Linked DNA regions of Mus musculus: all the other regions are linked to region 1. A link is a contact called in public promoter capture Hi-C data. All regions are on one chromosome and are shown on one strand. Each heading gives the region's core, a stretch centred on a gene start, on an enhancer-like site or on the middle of the called end of the contact. The rest is flanking DNA. Distances are from core to core; before and after follow the strand shown. Region 1 holds the start of Zfp524 (zinc finger protein 524). Region 2 holds the start of Rps19 (ribosomal protein S19). Region 3 holds the start of Zfp94 (zinc finger protein 94). Region 4 holds the start of Foxa3 (forkhead box A3). Region 5 holds the start of Hif3a (hypoxia inducible factor 3, alpha subunit). Region 6 holds the start of Calm3 (calmodulin 3). Region 7 holds the start of Zc3h4 (zinc finger CCCH-type containing 4).

What was found. Promoter capture Hi-C pulls out the DNA fragments that hold promoters and counts their contacts.
Region 2: a promoter capture Hi-C map of frontonasal cranial neural crest shows a contact between it and region 1. The contact joins the promoter of Rps19 here to the promoter of Zfp524 in region 1. A contact is called at or near these places in 3 of 39 promoter capture datasets (cranial neural crest, frontonasal cranial neural crest and pre-B cells).
Region 3: a contact with region 1 is called in a promoter capture Hi-C map of pre-B cells. The contact joins the promoter of Zfp94 here to the promoter of Zfp524 in region 1. A contact is called at or near these places in 4 of 39 promoter capture datasets (cranial neural crest, frontonasal cranial neural crest, maxillary cranial neural crest and 1 more).
Region 4: a contact with region 1 is called in a promoter capture Hi-C map of second pharyngeal arch cranial neural crest. The contact joins the promoter of Foxa3 here to the promoter of Zfp524 in region 1. A contact is called at or near these places in 5 of 39 promoter capture datasets (cranial neural crest, frontonasal cranial neural crest, maxillary cranial neural crest and 2 more).
Region 5: a promoter capture Hi-C map of cranial neural crest shows a contact between it and region 1. The contact joins the promoter of Hif3a here to the promoter of Zfp524 in region 1. A contact is called at or near these places in 3 of 39 promoter capture datasets (cranial neural crest, frontonasal cranial neural crest and second pharyngeal arch cranial neural crest) and 1 of 484 Hi-C or Micro-C datasets (B cells).
Region 6: a promoter capture Hi-C map of cranial neural crest shows a contact between it and region 1. The contact joins the promoter of Calm3 here to the promoter of Zfp524 in region 1. A contact is called at or near these places in 3 of 39 promoter capture datasets (cranial neural crest, frontonasal cranial neural crest and second pharyngeal arch cranial neural crest) and 1 of 484 Hi-C or Micro-C datasets (B cells).
Region 7: a contact with region 1 is called in a promoter capture Hi-C map of pre-B cells, with 4 times the contacts expected there. The contact joins the promoter of Zc3h4 here to the promoter of Zfp524 in region 1. A contact is called at or near these places in 4 of 39 promoter capture datasets (cranial neural crest, frontonasal cranial neural crest, maxillary cranial neural crest and 1 more).

The regions. Positions count from the first base shown.
Region 1 is chr7:5,014,134-5,016,803 of GRCm38.p6, reverse strand. It overlaps Zfp524 (zinc finger protein 524), which reads right to left and starts at 1,296. Exons shown (of 2, transcript NM_025324.2): 1 at 1,244-1,296. It overlaps Fiz1 (Flt3 interacting zinc finger protein 1), which reads left to right and starts at 2,076. Exons shown (of 3, transcript NM_001110329.1): 1 at 2,076-2,179.
Region 2 is chr7:24,883,263-24,885,932 of GRCm38.p6, reverse strand. It overlaps Rps19 (ribosomal protein S19), which reads right to left and starts at 1,341. Exons shown (of 6, transcript NM_001360119.1): 1 at 1,266-1,341; 2 at 727-797; 3 at 381-481. The coding sequence starts at 797.
Region 3 is chr7:24,315,295-24,317,964 of GRCm38.p6, reverse strand. It overlaps Zfp94 (zinc finger protein 94), which reads left to right and starts at 1,299. Exons shown (of 6, transcript NM_001199321.1): 1 at 1,299-1,446. It also overlaps the pseudogene Gm44513.
Region 4 is chr7:19,022,194-19,024,863 of GRCm38.p6, reverse strand. Foxa3 (forkhead box A3) reads left to right here and starts at 1,325. Exons shown (of 2, transcript NM_008260.2): 1 at 1,325-1,515. The coding sequence starts at 1,447. Sympk (symplekin) reads right to left here and starts at 487. Exons shown (of 27, transcript NM_026605.2): 1 at 358-487.
Region 5 is chr7:17,061,089-17,063,758 of GRCm38.p6, reverse strand. Hif3a (hypoxia inducible factor 3, alpha subunit) reads left to right here and starts at 1,332. Exons shown (of 15, transcript NM_001162950.1): 1 at 1,332-1,403. The coding sequence starts at 1,378.
Region 6 is chr7:16,922,671-16,925,340 of GRCm38.p6, reverse strand. It overlaps Calm3 (calmodulin 3), which reads left to right and starts at 1,309. Exons shown (of 6, transcript NM_007590.3): 1 at 1,309-1,500. The coding sequence starts at 1,498. Gm45972 (predicted gene, 45972) reads right to left here. Exons shown (of 3, transcript NR_165470.1): 3 at 823-1,901.
Region 7 is chr7:16,399,851-16,402,520 of GRCm38.p6, reverse strand. It overlaps Zc3h4 (zinc finger CCCH-type containing 4), which reads right to left and starts at 1,325. Exons shown (of 14, transcript NM_198631.2): 1 at 1,215-1,325. The coding sequence starts at 1,228.

The DNA of each region.
Region 1 (2,670 bases), core at 47-2,546:
GCTAAGAATGTAGGCCTTGAAACAGCCCATCAAATTCTGGGTCACAAAGGTCTCAAAAGGCTCCTGCTCCCCACAGAGATGGGGGGGCATGAAGAGAGACAAGTCCTAGCCAAAAGCTATTGATTTGTGAAAGATATATATGAAAGTTGCTAAGAGTCTGGGCTTTGAAGTCATATACCCAGAAATCAAATGCTGAGTCTGTCCCTTCCTTTGTGTGACCTTAGCCAAGATCCTTACTTCTCTGAGCTTATTTGTGTCTTTTGTAAGATGGAAATCGGGGATTTTTGTTTATTGGTTTGTTTGATTGGTTTTACCTACTAACCCAGACATGCTGTGAACATAAGAGCCAGCACTACAGCACTGGTCGTTGAGCCTCACAGCAATCCTCTGAGGGAACATTTTCAAAGGGTTTCATTTGGATCCAGTTTGGCCAACAATCACCATGTGATTCTACAAGTGGCTTTGCCTGAGTCTGTTTCCTTCTCTATAAAGTCAATATACCAAGGTTGTTGGGAGAATCGACAGGAATGAGGAAGCTTCAAAAATGTCCTTAGTGCACAGTCTAGAAAATAGAAAGCTCCAGGACTTTCCCCAGTGCCCACAAGATCCCAGGATAGTAGGAATTGAGTGTACTTGGGGTCAAAGGTCAAAGGTGCAGCTAGCAGCAGATTCTGTCGGGGGACCCTGCACCCCTCTTTTTATTATTTTATTGTTTGGTTGGTTTAAAGTTTTGTGTGTGGTGTTGGCTATCCTAATCAGGGCCTCACACATACTGGGCCTGAGCTACACCCCCAAAACTTGCACCCCCTTTTAATATGCACATAGCATGAGGTCCACACAGAAGCAACTTGTCCAGGATCATATGGTTCGCACGATGAGGAAGCCTGGACAAGAAGCTGAGTTTCTGAAACATACCTATGAAGTGACAGAGTGGCTCTTCGACCCTCTCCCACCCACAAGTCCGGTACGACGCGTGCCTGTCAGGCGCGAGTGGCCCAGCCCGCAAGCGGGGCGGGCCCTCAGGGTACGGTGGCCAATGAGCGGCGCGGGGACATTGGTGGCAGGGGCTGCCAGAAGGGGGTCTGCGCGCGCGAGCCCAGACCGCTCGGCGGGGCGCGAGGTCGACGTGCGCAGGAGAGAGCAAAGAAGCTGGGAACAGGTGCCGGGTGCGCGCTTATGCGCGCGCGCCGGGACCACCCTCTTTCCCCCATCCCCCCCACCCGGGCCCCCCGCCTCTGGGTACCTCATTTGCATGCTGCCTGGGCTCGCGTGTGTACGCGCGCGCGCGCCGGGGGCGACGGGCCGAAGCGTGGGAAGGGGCGGGAGAGAGGGGGCCCAGCCCCTAGGCGGCGGCGGGGCGGGGGTGTGGGAGGTAGCAGAGCGTGAGCTGGACCCCGCCCCTCGGCACGGAAGCCGGGGGCCCCTCCCTCCCTTCCCTGCTGCCAGCGCCCGCGGGGAACAAAGAGGATGCCCTGGGTCCCAAGGCCCCGACACGCTAGCAACAAATGCGCCTGCGTATCAGGCGCCTTCGTGTGCCCAGTGACAACGCACAAAAATCCCCAACCACCTGCAAAAATGCCTTTCCTCCCACGAAGCCTTCCCAACCCGGTGACCCAATCAAATACAGGTACCGGATAGATGAGAAGCGGGAAATGGCTGCTAAGTGCCCCTAATTAATATGGCGCCCATCAGCTTCAAAGAGCCATGGAGTTAAAGTAGTAAAATGGTGCTTGGTGTTTCCTAACTCTGAACAAGTTTGACCACTTGGATTTTTCTCCCTCTTCCCGCATCCTTCCCAGCAGAAGTCAAAGACTAGAAAAAAAAAGCAATCTTATCTAAACACATCTATGTTAACTCTTTGTAACCGCACCGTGGGCTACGAAATGCTGCACGCTGAGAGTATTGCCCTTAGTCTATATGGCGCCGCGGGTAACTTAGGCCCCGCCCCTGCCCTGCCCTCAACAAAGATGGCGCTAGCCTAGCTTCTTTAACCTCCGCGGCTGGAAATAGGAAAGGAAAACACAGAAGGGCGGGGCGGGGGCGGGATAGAGAAGCCAAGAAGGAGGGGTAAAGGGGGGTTGGGGGGGCGTAGAAGAGAGCTGAGGCGGAAGTCGAGAGGCCCCTCAGGTGGAAGTGACGCTGACCCCGCTACCCAAAATGTCGGCGCCCAGAGGGAGGTGTAAGTAATTAAACAGGAAAGCGGACAGACTTTCCCGGCCCCCCGGAGGCCTGCCTGGTCTCCAGGACCTCCGCAACGCAAAAGCAAGGTGGTCTTGCCTAGTTCCTGGGCCGCTTGACCTGCCCCCGACTCGGGCGCCCGAGACTGCACCTTGTAGGGGCAGGGAGAGGGGTACAAAGGGCCAGTTTTCCGGGCCTTGTTCGCAAGATCGAGCAGGGGTGGGGGTGGGGGCCGGCTGCACCAGACACCGTAGGGCGCAGGAGGGGCGGAGCTTAAGGTGGTCGGGGCGGGGCAGAACTGGAGGAGTAGCTTGTTGAGGCGTGGCTTATAGTTGGAGGGGAGGGGTTTCAAGAAAGTGTGGAGACTGGTTAGAAAATGGAGAGGTTTATATAAAGTGGGGCCTAGCAAAGAGGCGTGAATCTCATGAAATGGGGGAAAGGGCCTTGGTTGAAAAATTGAAGAAACTTCGTAAGATGAGGGGAAAACTGGGG
Region 2 (2,670 bases), core at 92-2,591, about 20 Mb before region 1:
CTCCCCTAAAGACTAGAGACAACAGGATGCACAAAGCACCCAGGCAGGATCCAGAGAGACCAGAGGGGCACCCCAAAGTTTTCTTTGGGCACCAGATCTGTAAGTTTCCTTTATAACAGGAGTGGCACTCCCGACCACTCAACCAAACAGGAGTTGACAGTTGTTCAAATCTAAATGCTATAACCGTGGACACAGAAAGCTGTTAAGACTCTCAAGTAAGCAAAATATGGACACTCATTTGCCCTCAGATTTCCTTTCTAGTTTAAAGCTACAGCTATTCAATAATGAGGTCTGTCTCCTGGTGTAGATGGGAGGGGAAGACAGGGTCCCTGCCTGGGGTCGCCCAGGTTCCCACTCCCAGCCAAAGCCTCAGTTCTTACCAGCTCGTGTGTAGAACCAGTTCTCATCATATGGGGCAAGCTCTTTATGTTTGGCCAGCTTGACTGTGTCCACCCATTCGGGGACTTTCAGCTTCCCGGACCTAGAACCAAGAGAATTGAGAAAAAGCACACTTCAAAAATTTCCAAAGATGACTTCAGATCTACTAACCTTTAGCAAGTTAACAAGGTTGGGGGAAAAAAAAAGCAAGAACGAACAGGTTAAAAAGGAAGCATGGTCACCGTAGGCCCAATTCAGAAAAGACCCCCAGCAAGTGGCCAGAGGGATTAATGACACATTGGGGTCACAGCGCACAGGGGTCAGGCCTCAGTTCCAACAAACACTTACTTTTTGAGGAAGGCTGCCAGAGCTCTGACGAACTCCTGCTGGTTAACGTCTTTTACAGTAACTCCGGGCATCTGAGGAAGGGACAAGCATGCCGAGGTCAGGCTTGGTGCAAACCCCTGACGTGGGTCCAGGTCAACACCAACCCTGCTCGTCGCCAGTCCACCCCAAAGCCTCAGCATCCACCCAGCCTCATGTCCCTGCAACTCGGCTCCTGCAGGTCCAACAGAGTTGCCGGGTGCACACGCCACGCGGATCGCAGCACCGCGGCGTGGTGACCGCGTGGGAGAGCCCTCCACACCCCGCTCCCTCAAGCCCACGTTCCGGGCGTCCCACTCACCCCTCCGCTGCCCACCTAACCCTCCGGGCTCCCGGATTGCGGCGATCAGGCATGTCCGGGCCTGCCGCTCGCACGTGGCCGCGGCTCCAGAGGGCGGAGCGACCCCGCGCCGGGCTTCCCGCGGTCCCGGCACGAGCTCTTGGGGCCAGAAAGCCCGGCCCCGTGGCCCCGCGCACAGCCGCGACCCAGAGCCCTCACTCACCGTGCGGCCTCCGCGCTGCCAGCCAGGGGAAAGGGAACGACGGGGTTTCCCGGGCGCACAAGTCGGGCGTCGAGTCTCGCGAGATTTCGGAGTGCTCGCGAGAGCGGCTAAACCAGAGGGCTCCGCCTTTCTGAGGGCGAATATGGCTTCATCTCCACCCAAAATGGGCGGGTCTGTAAGAGGAAGGGGTGGAGAAGCCAAGAGAAGGGACTCGGGAGGAGGATAAGGGATCTGGTTCCTCTTTCCGTTTCCTTGGGCGTGACCGGAGCGAGCTGGGGGAGTCGGCCTTCATTTGAGCCTTGTGTGTCTGGCGGGAACAAGGAGGCGGAAACTTTTGAGGGCGGAAGTGCGGGCGAAGTTGAGCGCGCACGAAAGGAAGGCGGGATTCAGCGCAAGACCCTGCTTCCTGGCCGGAAATGGGAATAGTTACGGGCGGAACCGTGACAGGCAATCCAGGGAAAAGGCACTATGACATGTGGCCACCACCACCTTTTGTGCTAGCATTAGCATTCGCGAGACCAAGAGATACACGGAAGCCCCACCCTTCTTTGGGCGGAAGTTGCTTCAGCTCCATTGACGCTCGCGGAGAGGAAAGAAGGCGTTGGGAGCGGGGAGGAGATTAGGGCGGGGACAAAGGGGTAGAGGCGGGCCCTTGGTGGAGGTTCAGCTCCGCCATCTAGTGCCGGAGTCTGGTTGTTCAGACCGTTAGTCTCCTCGTTTGCCTCTTCTGAGTCATCCAAGCTGACCTGTGCAACTTTATTATATCTGTACCTACCCACCCACCTACCTGCCTATCGTTTGTTGTTTTGAGACAGGATTATCATTAATTTATTTAGCCAAGACTGGCCTGGGACTTTTTATCTAAGGCTGGCTTTGAACTCATGATCCCCCAGCTTAATGCTACGGGAGTGTGTCACTACGCCAGGCTCTCAGTACCTCCCACTCCCACCCCGCAGCGCAGCGCATAAAATATTTGAGGTTGTGTTGCATCCAGACAAATATTATTTAAGATAGAAAAGAGAGGAGGGGCCGGGCGTGGTGGCGCACGCCTTTAATCCCAGCACTCAGGAGGCAGAGGCAGGCGGATTTCTGAGTTCGAGGCCAGCCTGGTCTACAGAGTGAGTTCCAGGACAGTCAGGGCTACACAGAGAAACCCTGTCTCGACCCCCCCCCCCCCAAAAAAAAAAAAGAAACGAGGGGCATTGTGATGGTTCGCTCACTAGGTAGAAGTTCTCCCATACGAGCCTGATTGACCTGATACGATTCTTTGAACCCATCACGGTATAAGAACTAACTACAGAGTTTTGTCCTCTGACTGCCACAGGTGCGTCTCAGAGAAGGGTGTATGTTCACATATCGCACCCTCTTTATACACATACTAAGACTTAAAATTAGAAAAAAATAT
Region 3 (2,670 bases), core at 50-2,549, about 19 Mb before region 1:
GAGCAGGAGGCAAATCCCAGCTGCTGTGGACCGTCTGAAGCAGCCTCATATTCCTCACCTGGGGCTAAAATCAAAACATTCCTATAGTATTTCTGTTTTTCAAAGAAACCAAAACTCCAAAATTGTCACAACAATCATATCATGTAAAAACTAGTCTTTTTCCTTGCTACTATGTATACCTGTTACAGCATCTCCGCTGTGCCACACACATACGCCGAGATTTTGTTTGGATGAAAAAAACTTTTGCTAGTGGTCCTTTGGGATAATTAAAAACAAACAAACAAACAAACAAACAAACAGACAGACAGACAGACAGACAGACAGACAGGGCTGAGAGATGGTTCAGCAGTTAAGAGCACTGACTGCCAGAGGTCCTGAGTTCAATTCCCAGCAACCACATGGTGGCTCACAACCATCTGTAATGGGATCGGATGCCCTCTTCTAGTGTGTGTCTGAAGCTAGCTTTTTTTTTAATTGTACTTTATTTGTACTCACATAAATAAAAAAAGAAATAAATCTCTGAAAAATAAACAAAACAAAACAAAACAAACAAACAAACAAACAAAAAAAACCAAGCAAACCAAAACTTGTTTCTCCTGTGGATTGATCTAGATTGATGTGGAAGATAGAAGGAAGTGGGGAGAAAACTGGAGGGGCAGGGAGGAGAGTATGAATTATCAATGTACCTGTGGTTACATTGAAGAAGCAGCCTAGCAGGAGGTTAAGTGGATTGTGTGGCTGTGATGTGTAGAGAGAATTTTGGTTTCTTTGAGAAACACAGAAGTATATATTATATACTCAGGTATATAAGGACAACGGTAGGGCCAAATTACCGCCTATGAGGTAAGGACTCTTAATTTTCCAGGGTGAAAAATTTTCCACGTGGGACGTGTCAAGTTCAGAGGCAGCATGGTGTCATGGCACACACGTTAGCCCAGCATTTGAGAGTGTGCAAGACTGAGGCAGGAGGACCATCGTAAATTCAGTATGGATTGTACAGTGCGCACCAGTGTCTCGCAGATTAAATAAAAAGTTCCGCAGAGGGCTAGGGAAGTACCTGCGTGGCGCACACACACACACTCCAGAGAGGCTATATACTAGGAGAAACGAGTGTAAGATCCGCCTCTCCGCATTCACTACCGGAAATGTAGTTCAACTGTTCCACAAACACGCAGGCACCCGGGAGAGCTGACGCGGAGATTTCTGGGAAGTGTCGTCCAGGGTCTCTGCGCATTGCGCGTGCGTCTGTGAAGGCCGGCGGACGCCGAGCATTCTGGGAAGCGTAGTTCAAATTCTCGGAGCATTGCGCGTGCTTCTGTTGTGCGGGCTGATGCGAAGCATTCTGGGAAGTGTTTCCCAGGTGGTTTCTGTTAGCATCCGCTCCCCTTGTCCTCCCTTGAGTCTCCTCTCTCCCACACCTTCCTCGACTGATGCCTGGATCTGGAGGTTTGCAGGGTTGGCGGCGGGCGGCCGTAGGGGAGTCGGCTCCAGGCTGGCGAAAGGGAAGCGCAGGGCGCCCAATGAGCCTCCCTCCATCCCACAGATATCATCGCACTGATAGGGTCTCAGCGCGTGGCTCAGTCAGCCTCCTGCCTCAGCATCCGGTGTGTTGCGATGACAGGTGTGAGCCCTCACACCTTCCTTCACTGCTGTCTGGAATTGGGGTGCGAGGGCCATGTTGATAGTGTTGTTTGAGGCATTGATGTAGCTAGTGTCACCCTGCCCTGAAGGTTCTAGGACTCACACCTACACTGCAGAGAATCGGGATGGGTGGAGATTTGTCGAGAGCCTGTCATGTAGAAGGATAAACGGACACGTCTATGGCTTTCCACGATGTCAGATTTTGCTGAACGACAAGAAAGTCATAAGCTGTGTCAGTTTCGTTGGCTGCAATTTGCCAAGGAATCTCGATTTCTCCTGGTGGTTGGCCATTAATCACAGGTTCTTTTATTCCAAGCTTAACATAGCTAATGATAAATTTCAGACCACGAGTCACCTGGCACACAGTTATACACACTCGTGAGTTTATTATCACAGGATGGATCATTGGAACTGGACTTGGCTCCTGGCATGTGACCAGGCTACTGAGCAGTGTGCCTGCCACATACCGGTCCCTTGGTGAAGAAGTAACGTGATATGGTTGGTGCGCTTATGTTTTATGTTACCAGGCTGGCTTTGAACTCACAGAGATCTACCTGAGTGCTGGGACTAAAGGCTAGTCGATATCTTTTAATAGCACAATTGAGTCGCCTGGCTATGACTGTGTAAACAAGACATGGATTTCTTCTTGGCACTTTTATCCAAGATAGAGTAACTCAGATCAAGACTGTTGCCGCATAAAATTCAAAACTAGTCATAGCCTGAAAGCTGATGGTCCAAACAACACAGCTCCCTGCTCAGCATGCTCCCAAGATGGTTTGATCAGCCGGGCAGTGGTGGCACACACCTGTAATCCCAGCACTTGGGAGGCAGAGGCAGATGGATTTCTGAGTTCGAGGCCAGCCTGGTCTACAGAGTGAGTTCCAGGACAGCCAGGGCTGCACAGAGAAACCCTGTCTTGAAAAACAAAACAAAACAAAAAGCCAAAAAAACCCAAAAAACAAAAAAGGAAAAAAAAGATGGTTTGATCAAGTGTAGCCCCTTACCTCTAACCCTACCCCCATTACAGAT
Region 4 (2,670 bases), core at 76-2,575, about 14 Mb before region 1:
TTCCAGGGCGGGGGACACTGGGGAGGAACAGCCTGTGCAAAGGCCCGGAGGTGGGAAGCTTCGCACACGGCCAGTCTGGGGAAGTGAAGGGCCCGGTGCAGCAGTGTGCGGAGCGGGGGACGAGCCAGGGCCAGGCTGGTGGCCCAGGAGGTCTGCGCGGCCACGGTGGAACTTTGGCCCCGGGGGACCGGGAAGCCAAAGAAGGCAAGGATGGGTCCCGAGCAGTGTGGGAAGAAGCGGGGGCCCGCGACCCCGCTGCTCCCGGCCCTCGCCGAGGCCCTCCCCATCGCTCGCGCCCCGGCCTTGTCAGCGCCCCCCCTCCCCCCACCCCAGGACCTCACGCCGCCACCCGCTCACCGCGACTCCGGCCTCTGTCCCCCTCGCGCCCCCTCAGCAGCGCCTCTCCGCAGACGCTGCCGCCGCCGCCATCTTCCGCCCGCCGCCGTGACACGGCGCAGGCGCTGCACTAGTAGGGCCGCCGGGAAATGGAGTCCGGCACCGCGGCCGGTCCCCGCCCCTAAGGCGTGCCGCGTCGGCAGCCGCCCGCCCTCCCCGGGCGTCCACCGGAGCGGCCGCCATTTCCGGCCTTCGAGCGCCATGCCTTCTGGGAAATGTAGTCCGCGCTGCGCAGGCGCCGGACGGAAATGGGAACGAAGGCTTCTGGGAAATGGAGTTCCCAGCGGTCCGGAGTCCCTCTCCCTAGACGGCTGGCTAACGTTGAGTGGAGAGTGCTGTGAGTGGAGTTTCTGGGTCTTAGAGGAGATCTGGTGCCTTAATGGGGTCTGAGCAGAAGCCCTGAGCCTTTCCACCGCCGACCCTGACTCTGTACGGAGCCTGCAACATTCGCAGACGTCAAAAGCCTCAGTCTTCCTGTCTGTCCAATGGGAATGTGGTTTCAGGAATCTCTGCGGGCTACTTAAACGGTGTTGTATAGGGACTTGTGGAGTCCTGAGCTCTGTCAACCTCCTTTCTTTCGTGGAAGACATGCGGGGTTCTAGAGTTTCCCTCCTTTAGCTGGAGATGATGAAACACTTAGAGGCAGAAAGATTCCCCGGCTCCCGCTCTGTTGCTCTAGGGCTTTTGGGATCAGCAGGGTGTGGCTCTCTACCCCACGCCTTGTAGTCCCCGACTCTTCATCCATCGCAAGCTTCCAGGTGCCAGGACCGAGGCTCCCAGTGCCTGAGGTCTCTCTTCTTGAGATCCCGCAGGGGGCGCCCCAATCCGAGGGCGCCGCGCTCGGGGAGGCGGGCGGGGAGCCCGGGGCGGGCCCGGGAGGGGGTGTCCCGGCTATAAAAAGTGGCTGCCTCCCAAGGCGCCTGGGCCAGCGGGACTCCCGGGCTGTGTGCCTCAGGTCGGAACTCGGGGCTAGTGCCTGTAGAGAGACCGAAGCACTCGGTTCCCCCAGGGGGGCCTCAGCCTGGGTGTGTGGGGGCGCAGGCCCCGGGGATGCTGGGCTCAGTGAAGATGGAGGCTCATGACCTGGCCGAGTGGAGCTACTACCCGGAGGCGGGCGAGGTGTGTCCTCGGGGATGGCGGAGCGGGAAATGGGGGGCAGGTGTGGGGCTTAAATGCAAGCAGGCGCTGTGGTGTGGGCCCAGGTGGGAGCAACAGACCTGAGGACACAGATTCTAGGTGTGGGAGTCGGGGGACAAGGTTTGGGAGAACGATTTAGACTGCAGATCCATGCGAAGGCTTGCTTCCAACGGAAGAAAATGTTAGCAATGAAACCTCGAAGTTATACTTGAAAGGTGTCGAGCCCCTGAGTCGAATGAACAAATTGGAGGTGGGAACCGGAGCTCTAGGGTAGAGCGATAGAGCTGGAGGACCTCGAGAAATGAGTTCTGTAGTAGAGAGGAGAAATACAGAGACTAAGAGGCATTGGTAGTCCGCAGTAAGGAAAAGTTTGTGCCGGAATTCAGGGTTGAAGACGGGGGTTGGGGGACTTCGGGCAGTCGGGGGTCAGAATTGAGGTTCCGGGATAAAGATCAGCTGAGGAGCTAAGGTAGGGGCACAAATAGGGTGGTCGGGGGTCCTTCTGAGGAATCTAATGTAACAGGTGGCTTAGGTAGACTAGTCCTCAGATGACGTCAGCCTTGGAAGATCAAAAGACAAGAGGATCCACATCTGTGTGGCAGGAGTCAGCCATCCTTACCCCGACCCTCAGCAGGGGCTCTCCAGAATGTACACCATCTAGGCATTGCTAGACTTACATTAATTCCTTCACCCCAACAAACAGAAAGTCCCTCTTCACGTCTAACTCCCGTTTGTCCGAGTGCTTCTGCACCCTGTAGTCCATATTGTGATGGTGGGGAGAAGGGCCGAGGTTCTGGACCCATGAGCTCCTGACATAGACGGCTTAAGGTGGGGGGGGGGGGCTCTCGAACAAGTCAAGCTTCAGCGGCTGAGGGAGGTGGCTAGGGTCTGTATTTCCAAGTTGTGGAATTGGACTCCTGGATCCCTAGGGGTAGCTGGTCTTGGAGTTGGCGAGGTGCCCGGGAGGGGCCTGTCCTAGGTCTGGTGAGGTGTGAGGTGGGGCAGAGCTGACCGGGAAGGAATTGGGAGTGTGCAGAAGTAGAAAGGGAGGGGGCTGGAGGTGTTGGTGACTTTGTAGGAAGGCAGAAGCCAGGGTGGTATCTCAGGTCATTGGGAGTTTGAGCATTGGATTTAAGA
Region 5 (2,670 bases), core at 83-2,582, about 12 Mb before region 1:
TGAAGGCAGGAGGATAGAAGTTCAAGGCCAGCTCTTGCTGGCCAGTCTTGACGGGGTTACATGAGACCCCATCTGAAAATAAAATGGAGAAGAGGAGGAAGAAAGAGGAAGGAGAAAGAAGAGGAGAAGGAAGATGGAGAAGAGAAGGCAATGGGAGGAGACAGCTTACTATTTTCCTGAGTTGAGGTGGGGAGCCATGTGGATTTTTAGAGGAGAATTTTTTTAAGTTTTTTATTACATTTTACGTGTGGTGTGTGTATGTGTGTGTGTGTGTGTGTGTGTGTGTGTGTGTGCGCGCGTGCGCGCAGATAAATCAAAGACCTTGCCTTCCACGATGTGGGGGGAGGGGGGAGGGCCTGGGGATTGAACACTGGTCTTCAGGGTTGGCAGCAAGGGCCTTAAACCTGGAGCCAACCGTCTAGCCGAGAAGAGCACTCTAAAGAGAGTGCGCAGTTATGTGTGAAAGTCCTAAGATGGAGCTTGCCCAATAACTCAAAAACAATAAATCCATTTCTGCCGCAGTGTAGAGTGTACCCAAACCTGCATACGGAAGGAACACTGCTCCTTCACCCCTGTCCTTAGTGTCCACGCCCTCTCCAGCCTACACAGGAACTTCCTTCCTCTTCCTTACCCAGCTGTACCGTCTTCCACCTGTCCATGTCACTGCGCACGTATCTCTCATCGGTTCTCTGTTCCCTTTACAAGTGGGTGTGATGAAGCTAAAGCATATTTACTTGACAGAAGCTTAATTATTCATCCGCAGGAACCTGCACAGGGAGTTAAGAGAGGCCACGGGTCAGGATGGGGTGGAGACGGGTGGACAAGGAAGATTCTGGGAGGCGGGGTCCACAGTGGGGCCACACAGTGGAGGGACATGGGGTATGGCAAAGAAAGGGGTTATGAAATACAGGTGAAGTAGAGTTCGGGGTGGAGAGAAGTGGGGACTTGGTACGTCAAGAAAAGGACAGAGCGGGAGAAAGGAGAGGGGGTTGGGAAAGGTGGGAGTGAAGGCAGAGACTGCGACAGGAACTGGGACACAGAGAACAGTGAATCAGATGGTTCAGAAGTGTACATATGGAAGTTCAGAGACTGGAGGGAAATCACGCCCGGCGGGCTCCGGACTGCCAAGGAAGTCTGGGGCAGGGGCGTGGCTGGGGGTGTGCATTACATCGGATTCCCCAACCCCTTGAAGTTCCAAGTCTTCTCCTTTAGTCCCTCCTCCTTCTCGGGAGCAACAAGCCCACCTTCCAATCAGAGCCGCGGGCTGGGCAAAGACCAGCCAATGGAGTGGCAGAGGTGGAGCTGGGGAGGGGGCTCACACAGGCAGGGGAGGGGGACGCTGGGCATCGAGGGCTCTGGAACCGCGAAGGGCGAGCCATGGCGTTGGGGCTGCAGCGCGTGAGGTACAGGGCTTCGGGGATAGGATGGTGGGGTCTGGGGGCTCTCTTTGACGGAGCTTTAAGGGAACCCCTCATCTCTGGGGTGTGGCTCAAGTTGAGGACACTGTGAGGCGCCCGATTGGGGACACATCCCGATGCACCCTCCACCTTAGAGGTTTTCAGGGTATCAGGGATTTACCCCCAGAGCTCCAGCTGTCCCGCCCCCCTCCCCTGGAACTGCTTTGGGGTTATGAGCTGCAATTTCCAGATACATCGGGTTCAATCCTCCATCTGGCTGGGGGTGAAACTCCAAGTTCCTTATGGATTGGAGGTGGTCGCGTTTGAGCAAGGAAGACTTCTTCCAAAAAAGTCTTTTCCTCCAAATCCCTGAAAGGAGTCTTCCTTGGCAGTCTAGCTCTTGTGGTGTTAATAAGGGATCCCCAAACTGGAGTTTCTAGGGAGTCCCTGAAAGACACTATTTCTGAATTCCAGGAGAGAGGTTAATTTTACCATGCCCTTTCTAACAGTCTCCCAAGCTTCAAAATGCTCTAAAATGACATGGGGATAGGGAGGTCCTCATTAGAGGCTGTGTGGGACCTAACCAAGGTCTTTTTGCCTTTCAAAGAGTGGAATGATAGCTGGGGAAGGAGATTCATGCCTGTAAACCCAGCACTTGGAAAGCTATAGGAGATTGATGCTTTCAAAGCCAGCCTGGCCTACATGGCAAGTTCCAGACCAGCTTTGGTCTACATTTTCTTGTCTCAAAAAACAGCATTAAATAAGTAGGGTCGCTCCTTTTCAGTACCAACAGAACAAATCTGAGCCACTTCCTGCGATCTGGTTCTGTGTCAATTTCATCTGCCTGGACCCAGTCTGTAATTGAGGGAGGAGGGCCCCACCCAAACCCTATTTGAGAGACATCCTTCCGAAAGATGCCCTGGCTAATCAAGGGAAGGCAGCGCCCTCCTGTGGCTGGACACAGCTGGGGTTATCCTAGGAAGAAGCGGGTTCTGTGTTCACCTTGCAACAGGTGCAGAGGCTTTGGGACCATAGCCAGTGGAGCCCATTTCGCCAGGTTGCCACGGGAGACCCCAGAAAAATTTCCTAGACTCTTGGTATTCCCTGTCTAAATTGGGGCATCCCTCAAGCCTCACCCCTGTCCCTCCTCCCTGGCTTCCGAGATCTGATTGGTTTTTCTCTACACCCAGTTTTTACCCCCTACCTCAACCCACCCAGGCTCGCCCTTTTTCTGGCCCTGTCTGGCCCATCTATTCCAACTTCTGGCCCTGAG
Region 6 (2,670 bases), core at 60-2,559, about 12 Mb before region 1:
TGTCAGTTCTTGCCCTGGAGTGTCGATGCATGCCTTTGATTCTGAAGGCCAACCAGGGCTCAGGGCTACACAGTCTCAATAAATAAATAAATAAATAAATAAATAAATAAATAAAGGAAGGAAGAAAATGCCAACTCCCATCCTATACGAGGGCTCTGTACAGTAATGTACAGTATATACACTATGGTATACAATACAGTTGTCTCAGGTGCCCTTAGCAACAGTTCTTTTTCTTTCTGTGCCTGGAATCCCTAGAATAAGAAGTGAGTCACACTGTCTAGGTGACAAGAGAATGGTTGAGAAGTGTGATGTCACCAGCACAGCCCGGCACCAGATCTGTGCAGACAGCAGTGCCCAATTCATGTTTAATTGGCTGAATGAGTGAATGAATGAATGAATGAATGAAAACATTCTGCATCCAGAGATTGTTCTGGGTACAGATCCTGAGATCAAGAGTCAAGTCCAGATCCCCACATGTTGCTTTTGTGCGTGTTTTAGATTTGTGTTTGTTTGTTTGTTTGAACTTATTTATACAGCGCGCATGTGGAAGTCCGAGGACAATTCTTTGTGGAAGTCTGTTCTCCAAACCACCACGTGAGTTCCGGTGATCGAACTCACAGTTTCTAGCTTGCCTGCAAGCGCCTTCACCCACTCAGCCATCCCAGCAAATTGTACGCGTAGAGGGTGGAACCTTCAGGAGACCAGCGGAACCTTGAAGAGCCAACCACTGTGAAGAGCCGGTTCAGGCCAGGCTCCTAGACCCCACGATTTTGGATTAAACCATCTTGTATCTGCTCAAAGGGAGAGAGAAGAAAGTCCTTCTGCTTCTTCCCCCAACCCATTTTTATTTCCGAGCCATAGAGACAACGTATTTGCTTCTCCAACATCCACCCTGTTTCCGTCTTAGCCCCTCTATTCCTCGCGGCTCCACAGAGCCACACAGGTCGTGCTGCCCCCCGCACACCGCGCGGTGGCTCGCCCCAGTTTGACGCATTGCAGGGAAGGCCGGACCAATCGGAGTTGCGTTCTCATTTCCGCCACGAGGCGGGTCCAATAGCGGCGTGGCTCACACAGAGACGTGTCACTCTCCGTAAACCGGTGCCCTTCCGCCAGAGAGGAAAGCGGAGCGGATGCAAGGGGCCGAGAGCGCCGAGAGCGAAAGTAGTCCCCGCGGTGGGGAACGCGCGTGCGCGTGCCCGTGCGGCAGCAGATTCGCTGGGCTCTGTGGAAGGGGCGAGCCGCACGAGCCTGACGCGAAGGGATCCGTAGGAAGCCGCAGTGCAGCGGGAGCGCGCGAGCCGTCTGGGGCGGGGCCGGGCGAGGCGGGGCGCGCGCGGCGGCCGTTGAGGGACCGTTGGGGCGGGCGGCGGCGGCGGTGGCGCGCGCTGCGGGCAAAGAGTGTGGAGGCGCGGACGCGCGGCGGAGCTCGAGCTGCTGCAGCTGCTGCCGCCGCCAGAGTAACCTCGATCCCCGAGCTCCGGATACCGGTGCCTCGCCATGGTGAGTGAGGCGGCTGAAGTCGGGTGGAGACCCCCCCATCCCGGAGATGGCGAGCGAACCCTGGGAGGGAGAGGCCGGGCCCCTCGGGACCTCCCATGCGGCCCTTGGGACTTCTAGAAGCGGTTTTAGCAGCAGATGGAATTGGTAGGACCCCCAAACAGACAGTCTGAGGCTTCAAATGAGGAGCTCCAGGACATCCCCACCCCCGCCACCTCCCAGGCAGCATTCGGATCCCTCTCCGGGCGATTGGTTTTAGAATCACATCTACCCGGTCCCCGGGAGGAGGAAATAGGAAACGCCGGCGATGAAGGCTTTGGGTCCTGGAGGAATGCAGGAGGCTGCTCCTAGAGGGGTGGCTGTGGGTAGCGGAGAGGGGGACCGGTCGGTTCCTAGGGAGTGTTCTGCAGAGAGGATAGATGGGGATCCTGGGTCACTTGTGCACTGTAGACCCCGGTGGGGGAGGGGTCTCCAAGGACAAGCATTGCCAAGAGGAGGAGGAAGAGGAGAAGGGTCAGGTGCAGGCTGAGGTAAGGAGGAGCCCGAGGTGGGTGGCAGCAGAGGCTAGAAGATGCTCTTGGAGCCTGTGAGGACCCAGAAGGGGACTGAGGAGAGTTGGGGGTCGCAGAAATGTTTTTAAAGGAGTGGGGATGTGATCACGGGTAGTGTGGGGAACCAGGGAGCCTTGTGGAGAACTTGGTTGGGGGTAGCTAGGAAGGATTCTGAGGTCTAGGTTGTTGCACTAGAAAGAGAGGTTGGGGTTTGTAAGGCGTGTTTTGTTTGGGTCAGAGAAAAAACGGGGTTTCCAAGGTGAGGGCTAGGGAAGGACTTGAGTTTGGGTGGTGGGGGTGAGGTTGGACAGCCTTCTAGAGAAGTGTAGGAGACAATGAATGGTGGCTGAGGTAGGACTAGGTTTAGAGGTGGGTGTCTCCGGGGAAAGGTCCCGACACAAAGGCTGATGACTCGGGCTTGGTCATGGGCTGCAGCAGAGGACCTGAAGGAGTAGCTGTGTGCTCCCTTTGCCTTGGCAAGAATGGGGCTGGGCCAGGCTGAAGGCACTGAGGCAGTGGGAGCAGGTGGGCGGAGTTGTTCAGGGCCCTATTGCGCACTGAAGCTGCATGATACAGGACTGGGGTCAAAGTTTGGGGTGCATCAAATGATGGCTAAGCCAGG
Region 7 (2,670 bases), core at 76-2,575, about 11 Mb before region 1:
TCACCAAACTGCTGCACCTGTGTCTTTGAATGTGGGTGGCATTTCTTTTAAAAGGCAAAGGAGGGTCTGTGAAGGAGAAAGGGAGAACAGGAGGTGGGAGTGGGGAGAAAGGGCTGAGACCCATGGTCTGAAGGGGTCCTCTGCGGTTCCCTGACGGCTGCGAGCGAGGCTTCTGTCTAGCGCATTCTCCACCCTACCCCCACCCCCGCCTGCAAGACTAGCTTTTCTGCTCCCTGAAACCCACCTATTTTCAAACCTACTCACTCCAGCTCCCAGGAATCAGCAAACTATGTACCCCTTATCTTTCGGCTCCAGCAGGGCAAAAATGGCCCCAAACCTCTCATCCTCAAAACACGCAGGGCTGGTCCCATTATCACCCGCCAGAGAAGGGCGTGGGGAACCCATTTCGCACTAGAGGACAAGAGGCGCCACAGTTCACGTCCTGCCAAAGCACACGGGGGAGATCTTTGCTCCCAAGGGGGCGATTGCACCCTGTTTTGCCCCAAAGAGGGGGCGATGCCCGGAGAAAGCGGTGGCCAACTTCCTCTACTATCCAATGCAGGAAAAGCAACCTTCATACAACCCCCCCGCAAAAAAACAAAAACCTTAAAACTAAGGACCCTCCACCACTGACTGTCACCTACCTACAAAAAGAGAGGGACCCCCCAAAAAAAAAAAAAAAACCAATAGGGTTTCCAAAGAAGGTCAGGGGATTTAATCAAAAGAGCTGGAAATGCACCCGTTACCTGCCTGCCTTCTAGGGAGAAGCTAGAAAATACCTCCCGCCAAAAAATTAAAAGTGCACCAGAGCCCCCATCCTAAGGAGTCCTCCTTAGAACGAAAGAGCGAAGGCTGATCCAAACCCCCATTTTTCTGCCTCCGTTAGACTCGGGTACCTATCCAAAATGGACAGGGTATGCGTCCCCCAGGAGAAAGGATACTGTAGGGGATTGGGAAGACCCCCAACTCCGAACCCCTTAAGAGAGGAGCTGCAAGCTGGAGATGCCCCTAAAACAAGAGAATCCGGGGGCCCCTCCCCCAAAAGCCTTCCCCGAAGCCAGGCGACAGGCCGCTGACGGCCAGCTCCCGGAGCAGGGGCGGCCGAGGAGGCTGATGGGCCTCGGCAAGCCCACCCCCTTGGCGGCCCGTGCCCCGGGCGGGCGGACGGACCGACAGACCGGCGGGCGCGGGGGGTCCGGGGGGCGCCTCCTCACCTTCCCCTCAGCATGGCGCCCAAAAAAAGACAGAGCGAGAGCGAGGGAGAGCGGGCGAACGCCGCGAGGGGGGGCAACGCATGAGGCCGGGAGAGAAAGCGAAGCGAGAAAGAGCGAGCGAGCTAGAGACACCCACCGACCCCGCCCTTCCTCCTCCTCCTCCTCCTCCTCCGCGGCCCGGCCCAACATGGCGGCCGTCCCCTTCCTCCTCCTCCTCCCCCCCTCCCACGGGGGACGCTGCCCGGCCCAGGCCGGGGGGCCTGACCTGTCGTCAGGGAGCGGGAGGCGGTGGTGGAGGAGGTGCGGGGTGGCCGCGCGGCCGTCGGGGGAACACGGAGGAGGCGAAGGCGTTGATGGCGGCGGTGGCGATGGCGGCGGTGGCGACTCTGATGGCGGCGGCGGGGGGGTCCCGGGCACGGCCTCCATCGTTCCTTTGAGGGGGAGGGGATGTTAATGCACCAAAAAGGACTGCTTGGGCGTGGCGGGAGGGGCACACTTCAGCGCTCCGGGGCCTCCTGATGGGAACTGGGCATATAGATACATAGATCGATATCGAGTATTTTTTTTTTCGGTTTCGGAGTCACCTCTGAGCCGACTTCCACGTAGGCCGCGAGGCCTAGGCCCCGGCAAGGCCGCCCGCCGCCTGCTTTCTCCGCAGCCTGGCCCTGAGGTCACTCGCTCACGGGCACGGGACCCTCATCGGGACGAGAGGTCCCCTTCCGCCACACACGCACGCACACACACACGCGGCCCCCCAAGGCCTGAGACCCGGGGGACACGGACACTGGTGGGTGGTTGGGTGTAATTAGCGCGGGCCCGCGCGCGACGGAGCAAGCGAAGGGAAAGGGGGGGAGAGGAGAGCGAGCAGGGGGGATGGTTAAAAAAAAATCGGGGAGAAGAGGGATCGGGCTATGGAGATGGGCCGACTGTCTGCCCGCCCTAGATGCCCCAGCTGCCGGGCCCCCGCCGCGGTCAGGAATTCACACAAAATGGCGGCACAGCCGGGACAAGCACGGAGGCTGAAGCCGGAGGAAGGGCGTGGAGGGAGGGGGTAGCGGAGAGGCCGGAGGAGCGTCACGTGGAGAAGGGCAGAGCCAGCCCGCCCGAAAGTCGGCGAAAAGAGCCGAAGCGGAAGGGCGAGGCGGAGGAGAGGGCACGGAAAGAGCCGAACACAGCTGAGATTAACGAGACTCTGAAAAAAGCCGGAAAGAGCCGAGGGAAGATCTAGGTCACTGCAGCAACGCGGAGCGGATCAGAGACCCACCTAAAGGACCAAGGGTGGTCGTGGGGGCGGGGCTAGGGAAGGCCGGGAGAGCCGGAAATAGCCGAAGCGCTTCGGGATGGGAGAAGCCCCCCCCTGGGGGGGGGCGAGGCGAGAGTCCGGAAAGAGCCGAAGTCAGGGAAGGGATCCCGGGAGGAGGCGGAAGTAGCCGAAATACATTGAGCGGAGCGAATA